2 separate regions of the Sus scrofa genome follow, and region 2 is linked to region 1. A link is a contact called in public HiChIP or PLAC-seq data. All regions are on one chromosome and are shown on one strand. The core of a region is the stretch at or near the end of the contact, and the rest is flanking DNA. Distances in the headings are between cores, read along the strand shown. Region 1 holds the start of ZFAND5 (zinc finger AN1-type containing 5). Region 2 overlaps TMC1 (transmembrane channel-like protein 1).

Region 1 (5,938 bases), core at 2,340-4,839:
TTGGAGGGTCATAGGGGTATGGGTGGAGGACCAGTGGGACCCGAACTTGTTCTGAAATCGCCGAACATTAGGTGAGGGGGCCTTCTCTGTCGTGGTGTTTCAGTTTTACCGGTGTCGCTGCGTTTCTCAACCAAGATCTCTTTCATGAAGGAAGTGGAGCACCTACTCCTTTGTTTCATGCATTTAGGCTGGTGAACGTGAAATTCTTTGCTCGCTTTACACGCACTGTGGAGCTGTTTTGGGGAAAAGCTGGGATTACCTTGATTGATTTAGCGTCTCCGAAGAATCTGGTCTGACATATTAGGGTAAAGGAGTATATAGGTCACGGAGCCACTGTCCTTAAACTTGGCCATTTAGGTAATTTGCAGGCTTTAAAAAAAAAAAAACTAAATGAATTTTATTTTACTTCTTTTTAAAAGTAGGATTTCAGAACTTTATTGGTGAAAACATTGCATTTTTTTTTCAGGTTTTTCCCACAAAATGTCGTCCTCAAAAGATTTTTTTATTCCTTCCCCCCCACCCCCCAGGCCCGATATTAAGCCTGAAAAGGAACCTTTTAAAAATCACACTAACCTCCATTTGGCAAGAGGGAACTGAGATCTGGAAAGTAAGGGCTCGCCCAAGGTCACTGGCTTACTTAGAGGTAGATTAGAGACTAGAACTCCTGGTCTCGACTCCAAGTGGGTGGGCACTTCTAATGTCTTTTAACATTTTGTGCACCAGAAGTGTAAAATTTTTTACATTCATATTGGCGGCTGGGAGATTTTCAGTTACATGCCCTATATGCCGTAGTCTTTTTGATTTGTTTTTTAGGTGTGAATTAGAGGTAACCAAAGTTGTAAAAATAGGCATTTCAGCTATAAAAACTATAAAAATTAACAATTTAGCTATACCTGATAGAGCTGACACATGAATGCTTAAGTTTCTAACAATTTAAAGGGTATTAAATAATAATGGTATATGTATTATTCTAAAATGCTGCCAAGTTTGGGAAACACAGTGCTTCATCCCCCAAACCCACCTCAAAAAATAAATACCTTCAACCAGGATTCTTTTTGCCTTGATGCTGGCTTCGCTATCCTTGCTTTTTATAAACAACCCTGGCCATTTTAGCTTCATGAGTGATTAATGATGGTTGCATCTTCTGGCTTGAATTTGACATTGTTCTTTACCCTTCCCTATGTTAGAAAAACTGTAGCAACCTTAATGACATCCTTTTGGTGTGTTTTCTATATTACGTTGGATATATGAATGCTGCATCCTTAGTTTTGGGGGTTGTGTAGGAGTTAGCAGGCTCTGAGATATAAATAGAAGCTGATTTCAGAGGCCCCTGTTGACTAGGCTTTATGTGAGAGCCTCCATCCAGCTCAGCCTGTCACATTGCAGCCTTGTGACAGGCTGAAGCGCTCCCCCCCATGTGATCTAAGCTTCTGAGAAATATTAAGGCAAGCTGTGCACATGTGATGGCATTTAAATGCTGGCTTTGAGGGGGGGTAAAAATTACGGATGGGAATCCTTGTAGAAGACTAAAGTCTTGGTGTCTCCTGTCTCAGAATTTGGAGGCTATTTATAAGTGAATTGAAAGTAGATGTGTTTTCTGAAGAAGGATACAAGTAATTTTGCATGTGAAATAATAAGATTCCCCCAGCCCCATTTATATAAAAAAAAAATAAGATTTTAAGAATCAGGTTAGCTAATATTAATACTGGTTGACTTTAGGTCAATTTACTTCTAAAGCCTCTGTAAGATGAATCTAGAAGTTAGTATAGAAAGTGAGCTAGCTAGCATTAAACTGGCTTCGAGGAATAATCCTACTTTTTGTGTAAGGCAAAAAGATTCACATACTTTGCATGGTGGGCATGCAAATAAATACACAATTTATTATTTGAAGCATTTTTTTGCACATGTTAGTACTTAAACCTAGTTGAAAGTGTTTATTAATAAACTTCATAAGTTATGTTGAAATGTTTATACTACCCTGCTCCAAAATGAGTCAGCTAAATTCCACTTGCTATTTAAAGAGACAGTATCAACTAAATTAGTACTATTGTCTGAAGTAAGTTGCAAATATCGGTCACTCCATACAAGCTTGATTGGCTTGAAATATTTTCAAGTTTGAACCAAGGTGTCTTTTTTGCTGACAAAAGGAAAGATGACTGTCCCGTTTAAATGCTTTAGGGAATAATTGTCACGATTCTGGCCAGGTTAAATTTGATTAGTCTGCTTCTCCCTTTTTTATAATTTTAGTAAGAAGTGTTAATACTCATTAAAACATAAGTAAAGAGAGTATCCTAGTATGTGGTGGTTGGAAAAGCCATGAGATTCTAGGAAATAGCAAGCTCTAGCTTTTGAAGTACTTCCGTGCACTTATCTGAAATGTTCATAACTTAAAAATGACCTCATTGTCAACATTAAGGTACATTTAAATGACAGGGACCATAAGTTAATAGCACAATATCTTCCCTTTGATTAAAAATGCTCTGAAATAAGTTTTTTTGTACATTCATACACATTTCAAGGTGACACAGGAACTCTCCAGTTTTTTTTCGTTTATTAAATGTTTATGTTCTGTTAACTCAGGAAAATTGTACTGAATTTAGCAAAACATTACTGTATTTGTGCTAATTTTAACAAGGCTTCTGGAAAAGCAAGGGTATGTTTGTTTGCTGTGTAAAGGTCTTTCTGGTAACCTAACATTAAATACCAGCCATCACTAAAGTGGTGTATTTATTTTGCTTCATTTTGCTTTATTGTAATTGGCAAGTTTGAAAAGAATTCATTATTTTCTGGTATAAGAAAGACAAGCACTTGTAAAAGTTTTAATAGAACCCTTGGCTGAGCAGTAAATCTATGGCTGATAATTTTGTGCATTGCAGGTTTCTAGACACTGATTTTAAAGTATACGTAGACCTAGATTTCACATGTCAAAGGAAGAAGGAAAGGAATTTCCTAAGCAGCTGACACCTAAATTCTTTGTTAAAGAGCTTCACTTTTTGGTGCCAAAGTAATAGAAAGAGATGATCTATCAGCTCTTTTCAGTCTTCTGTAAAGGTGTTGGAGCATTTTAAAAGTACAGATGCTCTGCATCAGAGAATTGTTGAATTACTAGTGGACCCAACTTTTAGGTGTTAGATTTAAGAAGTCTTTAGAGCTACCTCCAATATACAGCCAATTTAAAGAACCACTAACAGATACCATGAGTCATTAATTAATTGTCATTATTTGAAATGATATGCCTGTAGTGCACTAGAGCAGAAAGTGATTTAAAGATACTAATTGCCCAAATTGATTTAAACATAATTCTGATCCAGAAGTGTGACCTTTTCAGAAATTAAAACACTGATAGGTAAAATAAAAAAATTAATTGTAATGTTTAATGAGAAATTTCTTTTATTCTGAAGAATGTAAAGTCATAATAAATTATTAGCAATCTGCAGTTCATGTCCATTGTTTCATAAGTGCAACAAAATATTCAAAATTTAGCTTATTTTTTAAGAATAACAAGGTACAGTGGCAACTCACTAATTTAATGATTTTATTGTTTTACTATATGCTAGTTTCTAAAATTTTGTTTTTGTTTTGTTTATAGCAGAAAAATATGGCTCAGGAGACTAACCAGACCCCAGGGCCCATGCTGTGTAGTACAGGATGTGGCTTTTATGGGAATCCTAGGACAAATGGAATGTGTTCTGTTTGCTACAAAGAACATCTTCAGAGACAGCAGAATAGTGGCAGAATGAGTCCAATGGGTAAGTTGTTTCCAAGGAATAACCCATTTGAAGAATTGGTGGACAGAAAATAGAGACCCAAGAATTGGGGACTAAGACTGAGAATGCTCAAAGTCCCAGGAGAGAAGACCCAAGAAAAGCTTGAAATTTAAAGCAACAGCCCAAGTACTTGGCATGGCTGGCTACATGAGGAATGAGTGACTGTCTACAAGCATCTTCTAGTAGCTTTTTCTCTTTTTTTTTTCTTTTTTTTTATGTTTTGTTTTATTCTTAAGTTCGCTGGATATGACATTTTACATATATATACACATATATATTTGTTTGGCTGTCATTTGAGTGTAGGGCTCTGCAATACAGTGAAAGTGCTTAAGTGGCTAACCTGATTAAATGCAAGTATTTGTTACTTATTAATAGTTTTCATAGTGTTTATAGTGTTGTTTTGTTGCTTAACAATCCTTTTTTTAAATAGGGACAGCTAGTGGCTCCAACAGTCCTACCTCAGATTCTGCATCTGTACAAAGAGCAGATGCTAGTTTAAACAACTGTGAAGGTGCTGCTGGCAGCACATCTGAAAAATCAAGGTAAGATTGAATGTTTCAGGGTTTTCGTGATAAAACAGGGAAGAAATAAAGATAACTATAACATCATAATTATGAATGTTAATAAATTGTAAGGATGTTAATACATTAGATGTCCTTGGCTTTGCGTCTGTTGCATAATTGGGGATTCCAGTGTCCTTTAATATGACCTTGTAGGTCATTGAGTAAAGATATGTATTATAACACATTCCAGAACGACTTTAAGGATACTATGTTGAGAATGCTGTGCTTTTATTTGCTTGTAATTCAGGTATAGGGATTGTAGAAAATGAGAGTATGGTAGACTGTATTGTCGTGCTACACAAAGCATTTTGGCAAAGCTGCCCCTTTTGCCCTTAAACAAACTACAGGCACAGCTAAAAATTTCTAGTTGGCTGTAATAGAACATCATAACCTATACAAATATGCAGACTTGTTTTGTGAGCCATTTATCAAATTGCTTTCCTTAGTCTCAACTATTTGCGCTGGGTATCCTTTTTAGATTATTTAGCTCCATTTGATCCTATTGAAAATAATATATGATTTAAATTGAACTGACAACTTATTACCTCGCAAAGAAGTACCCTTAACATCTTGAAAAATGTTTGCTTGAACTCAAATAGAAATGTGCCTGTGGCTGCCTTGCCTGTAACTCAGCAAATGACCGAAATGAGCATTTCAAGAGAGGACAAAATAACTACCCCGAAAACAGAGGTGTCAGAGCCAGGTATGCTTTTCATTTAATACTAGTTCAGTTCTGGATTTGGTACTGTAAGGAAGGGTTGGTGGGGGGAAATTCTTGTCTTCCCATTGAAGGACCAAAGAGGAGAGAGAGTTATAAAATATAGGCCAAGCAAACCATTATCTTGAAAGTACCTTGAAGTGTAAAATAGTAGTCGCTCTTAAATCTTCTCTCCCTCCTCCCCATAATCCACTCCCACACGTGCAAATCAGCCAAGTTTATAATATGAAGACTGGACATGTTAAGAATTTGATAAACTTAAAAGATAGTTTACCAGTATATTTTAAAGGTATCTAAATCATTGAATGTATTCATAAACAGAAGAGATTATATAAATTAAATTCTAGAGCCGTGAAGAAAAATTTAGTAATCAAAAGCATTAACTCAGTCTGGTATTGTAAATATTATAGAAATTACTCAAGCAAAAGAATATACTGGACACAAAAGAAACTTTGAAGCTAAAGAAATATTAGGTCCCTGTGGGAATTTAAAACTCAGCGTGGAAAGGCATTTTAGTTTTCATTAGATAGTGACTGAGTCTGTGCTTAATTTGGATAGCATGACTCTCCAAAACCATTCTAGCAGAAAGTGCTCTAATATTGCCAGAAGTTTGACTTGTTTGAATTAACTGTGCTGGACCCTAGAACAACCGTCTATGTACTGTATGGGCACATAGTTCATTTGATCATTATTTCCTAGTACAGTATTGACTGAACACAGTGTAAAACTTTATTGTGAAAAAATAGTGTCAGTGACTATATTATCTGCTTTGAGCTTACTTTTGCTAACATTAGCTAGCCAAGCCTATGTGAACCATATCAATCGCAATTAATAAAAGGATGAAAATTCTTAAGGTGGACAAGTCAATCCATATTTAGTATTTTGAAATG
Region 2 (5,938 bases), core at 1,652-4,151, 170 kb before region 1:
CAAGAGGTATTTACTTCCTGAAACCTCTGGCTAAGGGCAGAGCAGCATAGGAGCATTTCTGGTTTCATCTGGACATCATCCAACCCTAAATGAAAGAGGTACCATTTATCAGGAGATCCATGTTCAAAAATCTCCCTATGCTTGCTCCACTTGGAAAGACAGTTCAATGCTAAATGAAACTTTCCAAAGCCAATGGATGTTTGCATTTCTTTGTCTGGGAACCCAGAGTTGAAGCAGACCACTAGCAGAGATTCCCTAGCTGTAGTGTATAGAAATTAACAAGGCAGCTAGTTAGTATGATCAAACTTAATTCTGTGTGTGGCATGTGCCCACATGCACATAGGAACCCCCAAGTTTAGAAAAGAGGGTTGGAAGTCAAGTATCTTCAGTGCCTTAGAGGGTTGGAAGTCAAGTGTCTTAAACTGCTGGCTGAGAAAGATACTAATGAGATTGCATAGTGAGATGATAGTGGTGCTACTGGGAAAGAAAGGAAGGAAGATAGAAAGGCAATTCTTCCAAGGCAAGAATTTAGGTAAAGAGATTAAGACAATATAGTGGGGAAATACATGGTACTCTAGGTTGCTTCTTAAAATTTAGGGCACATCAAAACCACTTGGGAGAGACTTGATAAAATACAGATTTCTAGACCCCATACCCAAAGAAACTGATTCAGTAGGTCTGAGATGGCATCCAGATATCTGACTTTCTACCAAGATCCCAGGGAATGCTGATTCTGCTGGTCCAGGGACCACAATTTTTAATTAACAAGGCTGAAGATGCTGACAGTTGGAGTCTGAAAGCCTGCTCTGCCATTTCCTAATTGTGTACCTTTGGGAAAATTACTCAGAGTCTCTAAATCTTGGTTTCCTCATCCTTAAAATAAAAATGATTATATATACTCCATAAGAGTACTGTGAAGATTAAATGAACATTTAATATTTAAATATTTATATCACCTGGGACATAGCAGAAACTTCAAAAACACTTCCATTTTTATACCCTCTGAGGGTATAAAATGGAATCATGATCCAGGGGAAATGGAATCATGACCCAGGAGGGGGTCTTGGAAAGAAGATGGGAGAATATGTTCCCTGAACCTACAGCAGTGTTTCTCAATCCTAAATGGCCATCACTATCCACTGAGATGCCATTTAGGAGTGGAGATTGCTGGGCCTCATTACTGAGTCAAAAGCCTGTGTGGAGTCAGCAGGATTGGCATGCAGACTGGGTGATTCTGGGAGGCCAGCCAGAGTTGAGCTCCAGAACATATAGAAAAGTAAGTGTAAGATTTCCAAGGCAGAGTCCTGGACAGCAGAGACCAAGCTGGTGACACAGGGAACTGGGAAGACAAAGCTATAAATTCAAGGGCAGTGATGAGTTAATAGAAACTGGAGAAAGCAACTTGCAGAGAAGAAAGGGGAGTGGTAAAAGGATCAATTTGAGCATGTGCTTCAGTTACCAGGATTTGACTTGAACTTTAAAAAAAGGTAAATGAACAGATAATAAATAATGCCTAAACATACACCTGGTTAAAACCACTTACTCTGGAGAAAGGTTCAGCTCTGTAATCAAATGGATTAATGTTGATTTTTCAAGTGAACATGGTAGAACAAGGTATAAAGGAACAGGGAAAATTTCAGAAGCCCTGGACCCTCAAACAGGAGTCCTCAGTTTGCGCTACTCTCCTCAGATCGATTTCAGTGGTGGAAAGTGGAAAATTATCCACTGACCAACAGGAATTATGATGGATTAGTTTTGTACTCGGGGATGCCTCATTCATTCCATTCCTTCCCTAGGCCTTCAGGCACCACTAAATTGTATTTCTCAGAATGCTAGGCTTAGAGAAAGACTGTGGGTGATGCAGTTTCGATGATAAATATGGAAAATGACACATATTATAACTCATCCTGACTATGCACAAAGCATATTAGCACATTTAATACTTCAAGAAAGTTCCCTCCTTGGAAATCCTTATTTCAATAAATTCATTTGTAGCATCCCTCCTGTCAGTAACTCCTGAGAACACACCATAGGAAACTCTGCCCTGTGGCAGAGTCTGTAATTGCCACACCCTCTGCTGGCCCCACTGCCAAGATCTGGAACTGAATGCTGCACTGTCTAAATGCAAAGTTGTTCAGACTCCAAAACACTTTCTGTTTGAGAGAAAACTTCTCTGGGCTTTCAGATTCACTGCCTGCAAAGGACAGATAAGAGTATTGCTTGTTTGATGGCTGCCTTTTGTTACTGGAAAGATTAATAAGCAAATATACATTTAATAACACCTACCTAGGATTCTCTAATCCCCTGTAGAGATATATATACACATACAACACACATGCACTCACATACGCACTCTCACACACACACACACACACACACACACACACATACATTCACAACAGGAAGAGGGTAGAGAGAAATTACTGTTAAAGGAAAAAATGAGGAGTTCTCATCGTGGCACAGGGGAAACAAATCCGACTAGGAACCATGCGGTTGTGGGTTCGATCCCTGGCCTCACTCATTTGGTTAAGGATCCAGTGTTGCCATGAGCTTTGGTGTAGGTAGCAGATGTGGCTTGGATCTGGCGTTGCTGTGGCTCTGGTGTAGGCCAGCAGCAACAGCTTCGATTAGACCCCTAGCCTGGGAACCTCCATATGCTGCAGGTGTAGACCTAAAAAGGCAAAAGCCAAAAAAAAAAAAAAAAGAAAAAAAAATGACAGTCAAAGTTCTTGATAAAGAAAATAAAATTGCAAGAAGGAAAGATGAAAACACAGCATGTTGGCTGGGTAAAGGCCCATAATTCAGTTGGCTTGTTTTTCAGCAAGCTAATACTCCCTGCCCTTGAAACTCCAGCTTATAAATTTATTTATAGCTGCTCAGACATAATACGTCAGATACTAAAAAAATTCACCTAGTCATTGTTCCTGGTGAACCAGTTTTGCAAGAGTTAACCTAATCCCTTGCATAAAGCTGAAAAGAGTTTGCCCAAAGCTTTAGCAAGGAAGAGTTATGCTCTTTGCCTAAAGGTTAGCTGATCTCAATCAGGCTGCAACAGAAACCAACCTATTATTTATTTACAGGGTGAACTGTTTTTGATCTGACTAGAAATGGAGGCATTATGAGGTGTTCCAGCCAGTACCTGTGTTAATTGATGCCTCTCCCTGTTATGCAATTAAGAGTGAGTATCCTGAGAATTGTTGGCTCTGTCCCTTTGCTTTGCCCATCCCCAAGTACAACAGTCTACTAAACTGGACATTTCCAAATCAGTTGCGCCAGCTAGTAATATCAACTCTCAGAGTGATTAAGGAATTTTAAAGCAATTAATCTAAATGTTGCTCCCCTAGATGGTGAGCCACCACAGGGCAGGAGCAATCACAGCTCCAGGATATCTAAGAGGAAAGACAAGAGGCAGAGATATTATTGAAAAAGGAATTGTTGGAGGCTGTACCTTGGGGACTTGACCTAAAACAATGGTTGCATAATAAACTCATTATTTACCCTTAGATTGTAAGCTATAAATCAATTTTTTAAAAAAACTTTTTTTCGAGGATACTTTTTGATAAGATTGAGAACAATTCCAGTTGCCCATATTATAGAATAAGAAAGTCAAGGCAGTTGAGTGGAGAGTGTTCCAGGAAATACAAACTGGGGCTGCAGGAGGGGCTGGGCAAAGCCCATCAAATCACTCCTTGGTACTGAGTAGGAAATACAACTGATTCACCTGACACCACAGCTCTTAGCATGGGAATTGGCAATAGCACAAGTCTGGTACACATTTACTGATGCAAAGGGGCACTGAGCATTTGAAGGTGAAGAGGAAGGAAAGATCAGAGAAGGTAAAGGAGGGAAGGGAAAGAACAGAAATAAGAGGGTCTAGAGAAAGAGATCAGAGAGGAAAGAGAAAGTGAAGGGAGAGGAATATAGGAGAAGACACATCTGTAATACAAGCTGAGATTATCCAAAATATTTATGGGTATCCTCAGAGTTCAAGTATATTTTTTCCCTCTTGGCCAACTGTACTACAGGTGTCAGAGCTTACCATGATCATAGTTCTAGCTCTATGAAGTTGGACTTTTTCATGATTTGCTTTCTGGAAGTGATTTCATACAGTTGACATTGACTGGGATCTGAGCTACATCTACAACCTACACTGCAGCTCACAGTAGGGCTAGATCCTTAACCCACTGAGCAGGGCCAGGAATCAAACTGTGTCCTCAGGGATACTAGTAGGGTTCGTTACCCCTGAGCCATGACAGGAACTCTGACTTTGACATCTTAATGGAGAATCTGCCACAGGGCTCCTACCCAAATGGTGCTATTTCTTTAGGTACAAAGGAAACCCGCCTTCCACCACCTTTACCTCTGAAAACATTCGCCTAGGTACCTTTCCCTAACAAGTTCTTCTTCTATTTCTGGACACTTATTTAGCTGTTCAGAAGATACATGTGAGCAGTTTTTTTTTTTTTAACTGTTATTTCCCCAATACAAGTTTTTTTCTACTGTGCAGCATGGTGAACCAGTTACACATACATGTATACACTTTTTTTGCACAGTTTTAATAACCACAGCCCTCTGACCTGACTCAGAGATACCAATCAGAAACTAATGCTTGACAGCTCTGTCATTTCCAGTCTAGAGAAGAAAAATGTCACAAGTCCTGGACTGTGAAGTTACAAGATAAGATGAGCAATACAGAACAGACCAGAGGGAGAGAGACAGACATCAGAGAAAGGACCCAGGGCCACCCTGAAGGCTGCTATGACCCCATATCCTCCTGGTATAAGCTTCCTTTGTTTCAGTTAGTGTTGCCTTCTGGGAAAAATGGGCCAATAAAAGGCAAACCATCTGTGCATGTGCTTCTCTCAGATGTCCACAAAATCCCCATGGTTGTTACCTTCTGGGAAACTCAGGATATTGTCATTGTTCTCAATTCCTGTTCCAGAGATTCACAAATTTAAGAACATGGTATTTCATTTCTAACCTCATCTACTACTGCAGAATGATAATGCAAATAAGACAATACATGTAAACCCACTGTACAAGTATAATATTATTCATCTCCTTTTAAACAGAGAGATGGAGGTAAAATGGAGATCAGGGTGGGCAATGGGAGAGAAAGCCTGGCCAAAAGAAGTACAGGACTCTCATGACTGTTAGCAGCCTGAATTGTCTCAGCCTCTAAAACCATCCCATAAGTACATGGGGGCATGGTTCTATGTCTGGAGGAATGAACAGACAGCACTGGCCTTGCCTTTTTAGGAGGCTGAGCTTTGTGATGGAGACAGATAAGTAAACAGTTACAATGAGTGAGTAATTCCAACAATGGGAGTGAATACAGTATGATGGTTAAATTTTAATGTCAACTTGACTGGACTAAGAGATGCCAAGAAATCTGGTAAGACATTATTTCTGGGTGTTCTGGAAGGATGTTTCCAGATCAGATTAGCACTTGAATCAGTAGACTATGCAAAGAAGACTGCTTTTACCAATACAAGTGGGCATCATCCAATCTGTTGAGGGCCTCAACGGAACAAAAAAAGTGGAAGAAGGACATAACTGCTCTCTTTGATTGAGCTGGGCATATCCATCTTCTGCCCTTAAACAAGACTCCCCTGGTTTTCAGGCTTTCAGACACTGAATTAAACCATGGTTTTCCTGGTATTCCACCTTGTAGAAATCAGATCGTGGGACCTCTTGGTCTCTTAATTGCATGAGCTAATTCTTATAATAAATCTCCCTATATATATAATCTCTCTCTCTCTTAATTGCATGAGCTAATTCTTATAATAAATCTCCCTATATATATAATCTCTCTCTCTCCCTATATATATAATCTCTCTCTCCCTATATATATACATATATATATATATATCTCCTATTGCTTCCTTTTCTCTGGAAAACCCTGACTAACACAGGGTCACTCAACACACACCCAGGG

The links. HiChIP or PLAC-seq counts read pairs in DNA pulled down with a chosen protein or histone mark.
Region 2: a contact with region 1 is called in an H3K27ac HiChIP or PLAC-seq map of skeletal muscle. The contact joins the enhancer-like site here to the promoter of ZFAND5 in region 1. A contact is called at or near these places in 4 of 47 Hi-C or Micro-C datasets (blood, embryonic fibroblasts, fibroblasts and 1 more) and 2 of 2 datasets of contacts at active chromatin or transcription factors (alveolar macrophages and skeletal muscle).

What each region holds. Positions count from the first base shown.
Region 1 is chr1:225,706,842-225,712,779 of Sscrofa11.1, reverse strand. It overlaps ZFAND5 (zinc finger AN1-type containing 5), which reads left to right and starts at 3,589. Exons shown (of 5, transcript NM_001097506.1): 1 at 3,589-3,749; 2 at 4,198-4,309; 3 at 4,930-5,033. The coding sequence starts at 3,599.
Region 2 is chr1:225,876,079-225,882,016 of Sscrofa11.1, reverse strand. The region is part of intron 2 of TMC1 (transmembrane channel-like protein 1); the gene reads right to left. Among named protein-coding and RNA genes, the nearest start is that of TMC1, 160 kb to the right of the region's middle. Within about 2 kb of position 2,901, at least 4 of the 83 cell types and tissues checked have an H3K27ac peak or open chromatin away from gene starts, as enhancers often do. A contact at or near this core is called in skeletal muscle, where this site is marked.